Linked DNA regions of Zea mays: region 2 is linked to region 1. The links are chromatin contacts, called in public Hi-C maps. All regions are on one chromosome and are shown on one strand. Each heading gives the region's core, a stretch centred on a gene start, on an enhancer-like site or on the middle of the called end of the contact. The rest is flanking DNA. Distances are from core to core; before and after follow the strand shown. Region 1 holds the start of LOC100281091 (LHY protein). Region 2 holds the start of LOC100216726.

Evidence for each region. A called contact is a pair of places that touch in the nucleus more often than the background predicts.
Region 2: a contact with region 1 is called in a Hi-C map of ear, with 1.9 times the contacts expected there. The contact joins the promoter of LOC100216726 here to the promoter of LOC100281091 in region 1. A contact is called at or near these places in 2 of 25 Hi-C or Micro-C datasets (ear and root tip).

Annotation. Positions count from the first base shown.
Region 1 is chr4:34,449,921-34,455,093 of Zm-B73-REFERENCE-NAM-5.0, reverse strand. LOC100281091 (LHY protein) reads right to left here and starts at 2,909. Exons shown (of 11, transcript NM_001370710.1): 1 at 2,667-2,909; 2 at 2,483-2,574.
Region 2 is chr4:34,753,558-34,758,730 of Zm-B73-REFERENCE-NAM-5.0, reverse strand. It overlaps LOC100216726, which reads right to left and starts at 2,459. Exons shown (of 10, transcript NM_001311170.1): 1 at 2,315-2,459; 2 at 1,790-1,913; 3 at 1,568-1,705; 4 at 1,387-1,475; 5 at 1,145-1,273; 6 at 966-1,060; 7 at 515-577; 8 at 346-422; 9 at 135-262. The coding sequence starts at 2,398.

The DNA of each region.
Region 1 (5,173 bases), core at 1,660-4,159:
CCCTCGGGAGCCCCACCTTGCGGCGCTCAAGCGCCTCCTCCGTTACCTCCGGGGCACCGTCGACTACGGACTGCTTCTTCACCAGTCTACCTCCTCCGAGCTGGTCGTCTACACTGATGCTGACTGGGCCGGGTGCCCAGACACTCGGCGCTCCACCTCCGGCTACGCTGTCTTCTTAGGCGGCAACCTTGTGTCCTGGTCGTCGAAGCGCCAGCCGGTCGTTTCCCGCTCCAGTGCAGAGGCGGAGTACCGTGCCGTGGCCAACGGCGTGGCGGAGGCTGCCTGGCTCCGGCAGCTCCTTACCGAGCTTCACAGTCCCCTCTCCAGGAGCTCGGTGGTCTACTGCGACAACGTCAGCGCGGTCTACCTCTCCACCAACCCAGTGCAGCACCAGCGGACCAAGCATGTCGAGATCGATCTACACTTCGTCCGTGATTATGTCGCCGCCGGTACTGTTCGGGTCCTCCACGTCCCGACCACCTCCCAGTTTGCCGACATCTTCACCAAGGGTCTTCCGTCCTCGACCTTCGCCGAGTTTCGCTCCAGCCTCAACATCAGTAGTGGCTAGTTGAGTCTGTGGGGGGATCCTATTGTGTGATGTACTTCTTTTTGAGTCCAATCTGTGTACTCCGCTGCGCCGGACGTCCAGACTGCGGGGGGGTGTTAGAGTGTTAGGCCTGTTAAGGCTTGGCCCATGTGGCCCATGTAAACACTATATAGCTAACCTGTTGGGTTAGCCCTAAACCATTGAATATTCACTCCAATAGCCAGGCTAAACCGTGTCGGGCCACGCGAGGACCCGCCGCCAACATCCTCGCAAGCCGCTCGGGACTTTCGGCTATAGATGTACAAGAAGCCCGAAAGCCCACTCGGTTTTGTGGCCCGTCACAGAGAAATGAGCACGTTGGGCTGGCCCAGTCCGGTCCGCTACATGTCTAGCCCGCTAGGCCCGGTTTTTTTGTACTTATTCGTGCTTACTAGCCCACTTAGCCCACTAATCGTTCCGCTTTTTTGTACTTATCGGGCCGACCTGGCCTATTTAGGCCTACAACGGGCCAGGCCCGTGCAGAGATCTGAGCCCAAGAGCCTGGAAGGTCTGACCCAATTTTCTAATCGTGCCTGGCGGGTCGGGCTTCACCGGGCCCGGGCCAGGCCGGACAGGCCGTTTGTACATGTCTCCTTTCGGCTGCTTACTCTGCTGGTGACAAGGCAGGGAGGGGAGGAAGCGGTGGCGGTGGCTAGGGTTTGGTGCCGCGCGAGCCAATTCACAGGAGACCGGGCGGGGAATGGAATTATGATTTCTCACTCAACATATGAAATGCATTATGCAGGTTACATGGTAGACGTGTTGAGATCAGGCACAACGACCAGTTCAAATAGAGCACAAATCAGTGTAATGGTTTGGAACATGTTTATACAATTATCCCATTTAAACAAGGTCTGATTATGTGATATATAGAAACTGTAACAATACACTAACACCTAACTAGTGATATCTAATGTGGCTAAAAGAGCCTAGAAAACCACTCTTCATTTTGCCCCTAATGACTCTAAAGAGTAGAAGGAATCACTCTCCATGTTGCCCCTAATAATGACACTAAAGGAACAGCAGGAAATCACTCTTTATTTTGCACCTAATGACACTAAAATCTATTAGGAAACTTTGCAAGTAACGCAATAAAAAGCATTTCAAATTGACTAGAGTGAGATGAAAGCACATATGGGACTGATTACGTGCCAGAAAATAATCCAGCTCAATCTGACAAAGGAAACATGAATTGCAAAAATTCGCAAGCAAACTATTCATTGTCCTAGTCATGCTAATCAAATCAGGCAATCAGACCTCAAAACACTAGCATATACCAGTAGGAAAGTTTTTGCAAATAATTTGCCGAGTTAAGAGTTCACAGGATCCAGTTCTTCCAATCAAAGGGAAGCAATAAGCCTCCAGGAACCAATATCAGAGACTCACGTCTGCAAGAAACATATAGGTTCATGTCCAGAAACTAAAGCAACATAGCTCAGCAGCAGGAATAGTAACGCAAATATCCACTCGGCGTCCTAAAGCACAACGCTAAAACCATAACCTCACCAAGAAAACACTCAACCCCGTAAAGTTACCCATCACATACCACGACGAACAAATCACAACCGCCGTCCTCTGCAAAAGAAACACAGCGAGCAGCGGCACAACTCATTTACAACTACTGTGCGTTACGACTCGTCAGGTTCTCAGCTTGTACACCAGACCAGAGATTATGACCCATTCCACTGCTAAATTAAGCATCGAAAACACGTAGCCCAGGATGAACAAAATGAAAACAGGCGAATGGCCATCTGATTGGAATAACAAAAGCACACCAGAGAACATTCTGAAAAGTAATTTTCTGGCAGGCAAAAAAAAGTAGTAATCCGGGCATGTCGCGTCGACTAAAACAGAGCCACAGAGGTCCGTGAATTCTAGCTAGGGAAGCAGCAGTACCTCAGCAGACAGCAGCCCAGTAGAAATCGAGCCCGACGCAACCTCGGTCTGGCGCCGCCTCGCTCCCTCGTCCACCTCCGACGCACGGTGGCCTGCACCAACCCGCGCACCCATTCGAGCGTCAGGAGGCTCAGTAATCACAGGGAACGCCACGAGGCAGCGCAAAACGAGGCCCGATTCCCACCCAGCTCAAGCGGGCATCACCGGCCCCGCCGGCGCCGGCACAACAGTGGCATCCGCGCCTACCTCCGACCTCCCGCTTCCCTCTCCGCCGCCGCCACAACCACAAGCTTCTCGGTGGATCGGTTGCCCGGGGATCTAGCTGGACTACGGAACGGAAGTGAGCAGGCAGGATGGGTGGAAGAGGAGGAAGACGAATGAGAAGGCTCTCGCGACTTGGAGTCGGAGGTGCTTTGCTGTTCGCTGCGGTGGCCGCAGCTCGGTGCGCTGTATGCTGTGCGCTGCGCGGGCCGCGGGAGCAGAGGGGAGAGAGGCTGTGGCCTGTGCGGGTCGCGATCGCGGCGAGCGCCGCGAGAAATCTGGGCCACTATCTTTTCTTGTGGATTTCTCGCGCTCCGGCCCCAGAAATCTTGCGAGCACGCCCTCCAGCATCCCCGGAATTGCAGCCTTGAGCGAGAATAGTTTAAGTTTATGCAGAGGGCAAGGTGGTGCTGCTGGCTGACGACCATTTCTGCATCCGTCGGTGTCTCGCTCTAACGGAACAAAATGGATGGATGGTTCTTGATTTGCGAAGGAGCTGAAGCTGAAGATTGGTCACGCTCATCCTGCTGCTCAGCTTTTGGAAAGTGCGTGTAGTGGTACTTACTTGAGGATTATAGTCAGGGTCACTCTGAATAGCGCAGGAGTTTGAGGGTCCATGTACGATCACCCGTCATGTTTACAGAGAATGGCTATCTAGCTACTAGTTTGAGCATATAAGTTCATTTTTTGGTTTTGTCCGATTTGTATCATTTGTGTCTAGTTAACATAAAATAGAGAAAATTAATTTCTCTTCACTACACCTTAAAGTGGAAGTTCCATTGTGTGTGTTGTCCCTTCCCACGCGCGTAGTGAGGGTCCCCAGAATTGTCGTGTGCCGTCCCCTTCCCCACTTAGAGAAATATCAAAAAAAATGTCCATTGATTGGAAGCATGGTCTATAAGAAGAGAGTATTTGCCTCTAACCACTACAGGTTACGTTGGGTTGTATACTTGTATTATACGAAGAACCATATATCATATATAGAAATTGTGGGATTCACGGCAACTAACTAATAATATTTATGTTTCTATCTCTCGGAGCATTCTCATCTCAAGAATACATAAACAATAGTCAGATGCATGTATATTACAATAGTTCCTATATATCACATGTGAAGATTTTATTTTAATAAAACAAAAAAATATGGGTTTTGTTGATAGATGGGTGTGAACGTGGAAATAACAATCAAGGTTGAACCTCTACTTGTACGTAATTTTATCTTATTTTTTGTTCTATGTATCGCATGAGTAGATTTTATTTTAGTAAAACATAAAAATATATGTATTCGGTTGGTTAGGTAATTGTGAATGTGGAGCCAACAACCGAGATTTGAAACGCGGTAAGTGAAAGGGTAACGCGCGGCAACCGTGTAAACTGCTACTTTATAAAATAGAAAATAGAATAGAGAGAAGATTAATCAGCAGAGACTAATTTACAAAGCCTGTTACCTGAACCGAAAAATAACAGCCAGAAAACCTCCCACGGTAGCCACGTGCAAATCCAGGCTTAAGCAGGGACCCTTCCGCAAAACGCAAAAGGTCACAGGACTCACAGACAATAATGAATAATTTGCGGTTGGGAAACGCCCGAACTGGCCTGCGCCCCCGCCACGCGGGGCCCACCTGGCGGCCAACTGGCGGCGATCTAGCGGCTCCCCTTGCGCTTTTTCCAGGGCACCGGCGAGCGCCGCGAGCCTGTGGCCGCCGTTTCTCCACCTCCGTTCCACCGTCACCCTCTCCCCGCGACGCCACCGGGAGCGTCCGATCCGCCCGCGCTCCCGAGCCGCGACCGTCCGATCCCCGCGCGGGAACTAGTGGCCAGCGTCGCGCGGGCCTTGGACGGCGGCGATGCGCGCCCCGTCACATCGTGCGGCTGACGAAGCGGCCAGGTGGGGCCGAGCCGGCAAGGGCGCTTGTGCGGGTGTAAAGATTCTGAGAGCCTGTGGCGGAAAAGCGCACCAGGGGGGTGGGGCCCCGGGGCTGGGCCTTTGTGATTGCGGAGGGCGTGCACGTGGCGACTGGATTTGTGGGATGCGAGGGAGCCGTGGGGCCCGCGAGTTGGACTGGTGGCTTATCTGCCCGGTAGGACGTGACATGGCGGGGCGTTTTCTTTATTCGCGGTTACGGCGACGCCAGCGAGCTCAGCAGAGAGCAGTGAAAAAACTAGGGGCGTGTTCGGCTGGCTACAAGCGACACTGTTGCAGCTGTTTGGACTGCTGCAGCTGCAATCCATAGAGAGAAAAATACTGTAGAAGCCGCAGCCGCAGCAAGCCGCAGCGAACAAGCTGTAGATCGCAGAGAATGACAAATGAGAGTTCGTATGTACTTTATTGCATGAAAGACTTACTTATATATATATATATATATATATATATATATATATATATATATATATATATATATATAATAGGGGTCATTCTCAAGAGGTATG
Region 2 (5,173 bases), core at 1,210-3,709, 300 kb before region 1:
ACAGCCGAAAACCACCATAAATCATTTGCAGACATATATAAGGGCCTTAAGCCGAATTTTACACAAGGCCATATGATAAAGCATCAGGGAACGATAGTAATTATGTAACGACGTTGAGAGCCAAATACACACACCTGCAGGAACTTTGACGACATCAAGCTTTTGGCAATCTGCAGATCACGTGGCTTCAGCTCTTGAAACGCGTCCTCGGGGATAAGATGCAGATCACCTCCTCTCACCCCGAGCCATTTCACGTTGCAAGCTGAAAATGGAGAACAGGATTCACATGGTTCGGTTCGGCCACATGTGCAGAATAAAGGCCAGATGATCACTCAAACAAAGTACCATATCTGTATGACTCTAGGCCCATTGATATGCTTCCGTATTTGTAAGTGCACAGTATAGCAAGCCCTGCTGGGTTCCTGGAAAAAAAAATCAATGCTATCTAAATTTGTTAAAAGGGCATCACTCAGTTATAACACTATATAGCGATGAGCACAGGAAGGGGCTTAACCAATCCACTAATGCGAAAATCGGCATATTCGGAAATGTCTGGCTCAGTCGATGCAAGATGAACCTGTATCATGACAGCAAATATGTAGGGCATAAATACACCTATCACCAAATATTGTCAACATTATCATAAAGAATTTGGATGCAAACTTGCACTGTTACATTACATAAGTGGTGATATATCCCGTGCAATCACTCATTTGGTGCCAGCGTGCAATCAAACAATCCAAAGCATTCAATATATATCCAACAGTTTTATATGGAAGAGGTTAAATGTAAAATAGGTACTAGGTTTCAGGTGTATGTGTGTGTGGGGGGGGTGGGGGGTGGGGGGGGGGGGGGTGGTTAAATATAAATAGCAGTCACCGTTGAATTTTAATTGGATGCACTAGATAGCTTGATTGCACACTCCTAATAAGAAAAACTAAATGCTTGAAATGGAGGTACACAACCTTGTGGCAATATCAGGATATCCTTTTGCAGTGATCAGAATACAAGGGAGCTGATTATACAGGCGGTCTTCAGCCAGCCTCTGAAATACGGCATCCTATTTGAAACAAATGACCTTATAAGCTATAAGGATGCACTATAGAGATAAATCATTACTAAATTATAGCAGTAGGATCGGTACCTTCTCCACCACAATGATGTACCGAGAGCCCGAAGACAAATTTAATTTGCTCAACAGGTTCAGGTCCCCCGTAATTGCATGCCCTGAAGCTCCAAGAATGGAGCAATCAATCTGCTCCCCGTCCGGTTCCTAAGGTAGTTGAAACATGCAGTTTAGGTGCTTACTGAAAAGATAAACAAGACTTTATCATGTATTCCCTCAACACATAATCAGGATATATTCTGGGATATCATGGAGCAGACATGCAACACAAGGCGCCCAATGAGTGCCCCTCTGCTTGATGCCATGACTCCTAAGCTCTGCCTTGTGCACCGGAGCAAGGAAACAACATCTGCACGTGAAGAGGGGACCAAATTTGATTACGACCAAACTACACATTAGCCAAACAAGAATCAAATGGGTTGGGGTGGGGGTTTTGTCCACCTTGAATGGCTTGGTTGACATGACGTTGACAGCTGAAGTACTTGGGTGAGTCGGACAGGAGCTTGTAGAACAGCTCCCGTTGCTGGACCAGCTTCCCCTCCCCCAAGATCTTGTAGCACATCTCCATGACCTTCCACACTATCCCACAACAAACGGCTATTTTAACCAGACAAATGGGCGAGGATAATTCCGTCCCAGGGTACTCAAGGAACAAGTGGTAACCTCTTACGAACGCCTTTGGATTGTGCGTCAGAGACCTCTTGCAGAAGGTGTATGAGAGATAAACCGACGAGACGTCGTTCAGCAACCCACTGCGCAGGCTGCAGTTGGCAGAGCTCCGACTAATCTGCCATGGAAAAAAGAAATCATTCAGAATACTGCTCGCAATACATTTCACCAAGGTTATCTGAACTAGAAATCATACAGCTTGCAATAACTGATGACGAATCGTGATAATTGGCTAGGGACCAAATTCCTGTGTTATCCACATGGCACATGGGTGAAGCGCGCAGAACCATCACCGCGGTAAGAGAGGAATGTGTGTGTGTGAGAGAGGGGGAGGGGGGGAGGTTTGGCAACTGGTGTACCAGGGGGAGGACGGAGATGGCCGGCGAGGAAGGGGAGGCTAGCGCTGCGAGGAAGTTGAGCACCGCTACCTCGATCCTAGCCCGGACCTATCGACAACGAAATAGGACCCGTCAGTGACCACAACGAAAGGCGCGCACGAAGACATGGGCGAGGCGGAACCTCAGGCGGCGCGAGGATGTCGGCTGAGCAGAGGCGGCCGTCAGCGCCGAAGAGCGACGCCGCTGCCACGTTCGCCTCCGCCATCGATGGAGAGTTGGAGACGCTGCTGCGGTTCGCGGGCGGAGGCGAGTCGCCAAGTTGTGTGTGTGCTGCGGCCTGCGGGCACCGGCGAATGGGCTGGGCCGAGTTAGGAAATGAGAGTCCAGTAGTGGTCTGCGTACCTGTGGTAGTATGCCCCCTACAGACTTAAACTTATATTGAACGTAGGGTGACAATAAATTCTAATTTTTACACTATAAAATTTAACTATAAAATTTAAGTATCAAATCGGATTAGAATCGTGCTCTATTTCTATTCATTTTTGAACTGCAAATTATTTAAAACTCTATCATTTTGTGAAAAAGCATTTGGATCACGATTCATTACCACCCCTAGTCGGACGGAAGGACAACCGTCAAACATAAGGCTGCTTGTTGGAATTTCCTCCGTTTCCTTTTGTGCATAACTGCACTTGTGTGAAATTGAGCACAAAATCTTGTAATAGTCAGTCCTCCATATCTATTGACATGTAATTTTTTTCTCATTTTCATGGCTTCTAAATCTATACTACTCTATTAAGAATCTAACGTGGGCAGCTGGTGCTACCACGGTTTCAACCTCAGCGCTAAAATTCTAGGCCCGCCCCACACGTTCCGACTGGTTCTCCCGTCCCACACACCTCGCCTCGACATCGTGCCCTGTGGGACCCATGCCCAACGCCCGCGCAACGCCCTCTCAGCTACTGCCATGTGGACCCCCAACGCCCTACTGCGCCTACCCAGCACCCGAGCCTACCCAGCACCCGATCCCGACCGCACAACTACCACACTATACAAAAAATAGTGCAGAGTGAGCACTCGAACCCATGTCCCCTGCTTCAGAAATTTAGGTCTAACCACCAGCACACGTACCTTATAGAGTTTAGAAATAAACAACAATTATATACGAATAAATATTTTAATGTCTATTTATATGACATATAACAACTGTAGCAAAGCACGTACAACTATCTAGTAATTTTGTAAGAAGCTTAAAAATATTTTTTTGGGATGGTTAACTTAAGTCAATCGCTCTTAAAAAAAACTAGAGAGAGAGTTACATGTTCTTTTCATCTCATCAATCTAGGCGGTGTATGTACACGTGTACATACATGGCCTAAGAATACTAGTTCTTTTACTTGGGAGACTGAGCGGTGGCCACAAAAAAGGGTGTATAGCTACATGTTCTTTTCATCTCATCAAAAGCTTGTGGTGATGACTGGCTGTTATATGATTATTGTATGCTGCATATGTTGGCTACATGTGTGTGTGTACGTACGTATATACATTGTTTACGACCACCCAGAAGGGAGAACTTCAACGACGCCTACGTTGTTTACGAGCTGATGGACACCGACCTTCACCACCTCCTACGATCCAACCAGCCACTGACCGATGACCACTGCCAGGTAGTACAGTAATGCCGTGCCGCCGTCAGTTCTCCGTTTCTATCTTTCATTTCGCTTCAGACCACTGATCGATTACAGTTCCGTGCGCAGTTCCCCGCTATGTGCAGTGGTGGTGCCATGGATTTGCTTGAGAGGATGCTCGTGTTTGATCCGAGCAAGAGGATTACTGTTAATCCTGCAGCTCTGCATGAACTTGCTGCATTGATATCATATAAAATGTGTGACATGCTTGCCTGGATGCAGTATATTTTGCTGGGATATATAGTCCAGAGTAGAGCTAAATTCTAGCTCAATTGCCCTCGTCCAGACAGGAAAGAAAGAACCTTTCAGCGCTAGTTTGGAAACTCAAATCCCGAAGAGCGCTAGTTTGGAAACTCAAATCCTCTTCGGGGTTGAAGGGGATTGGAGAGGAAATTAGTTCATTTCCACCTCAATCCCCTCTAACCCCGAAGGGGATTTGAGGTTCCCAAAGTAGCCCTCATCGTTTGAAATTCTGCCCTTTTCAGTCTGATATATATGGTATGATATGAGATGACCCTGAAATGAATCGTTGAAACTGAATAATTATATTCATGCAACTACTATTCTTGCATTCTAAGAGCAGAAGGTGCAATCTCTTGAAACATACTAACCTTGATGCTTTTCCTTTTGTGGAATTGCAGTTGATGAGGCTCTATGCCACCCATACCTGGCATCCCTTCATGAGATAAACGACGAACCCGTCTGCCCAGCGCCTTTCAGCTTCGACTTCGAGCAGCCATCGCTCACCGAAGAAGATATCAAGGAGCTCATCTGGAGGGAGTCTCTCAAGTTCAACCCTGACCCAGTCCGCTGAATAGTTCCCAGTGTACACACGAGTAAACTAGGATGGCATGTCTATCAGCTCCATGGGGACAAAAGGCATGAAGCAACTGCAGCAAGATGAGTGTACAAGTGACATCATCATCACCACATCTCGTGGCTTGTCAATAGCGACACCGTAACGTCAAAAATATTGGACATTTGTGAAACAAGAAGCTTGATCAATAATTTCTAGTGGAGAAAGCTGGCAGCTTATCTGCATCTTGTTAGGTTGTATCTACCTCCCTTCAGTTGTATGCGTAACAAATGTAGTCAGAACCTTGTCACTGCCTATGGGACCATGGTAACACAGTTGTCCACAAACTACAGACAGCAGCTCAACACGTCACCTTCCAGCAGTTACTGTTATTATGTTCTAAAATCTTGATGAACATAAAACCACATAATATTTTGTGACTACTCACCCGAATTTGTTCCAGCAATTGGGCACCATTCCCCGAGCATTACGCAAACATTCCTCATACAACATCACGTTCTTCAAACCAGACACATGATACGAGGTTACACACCAA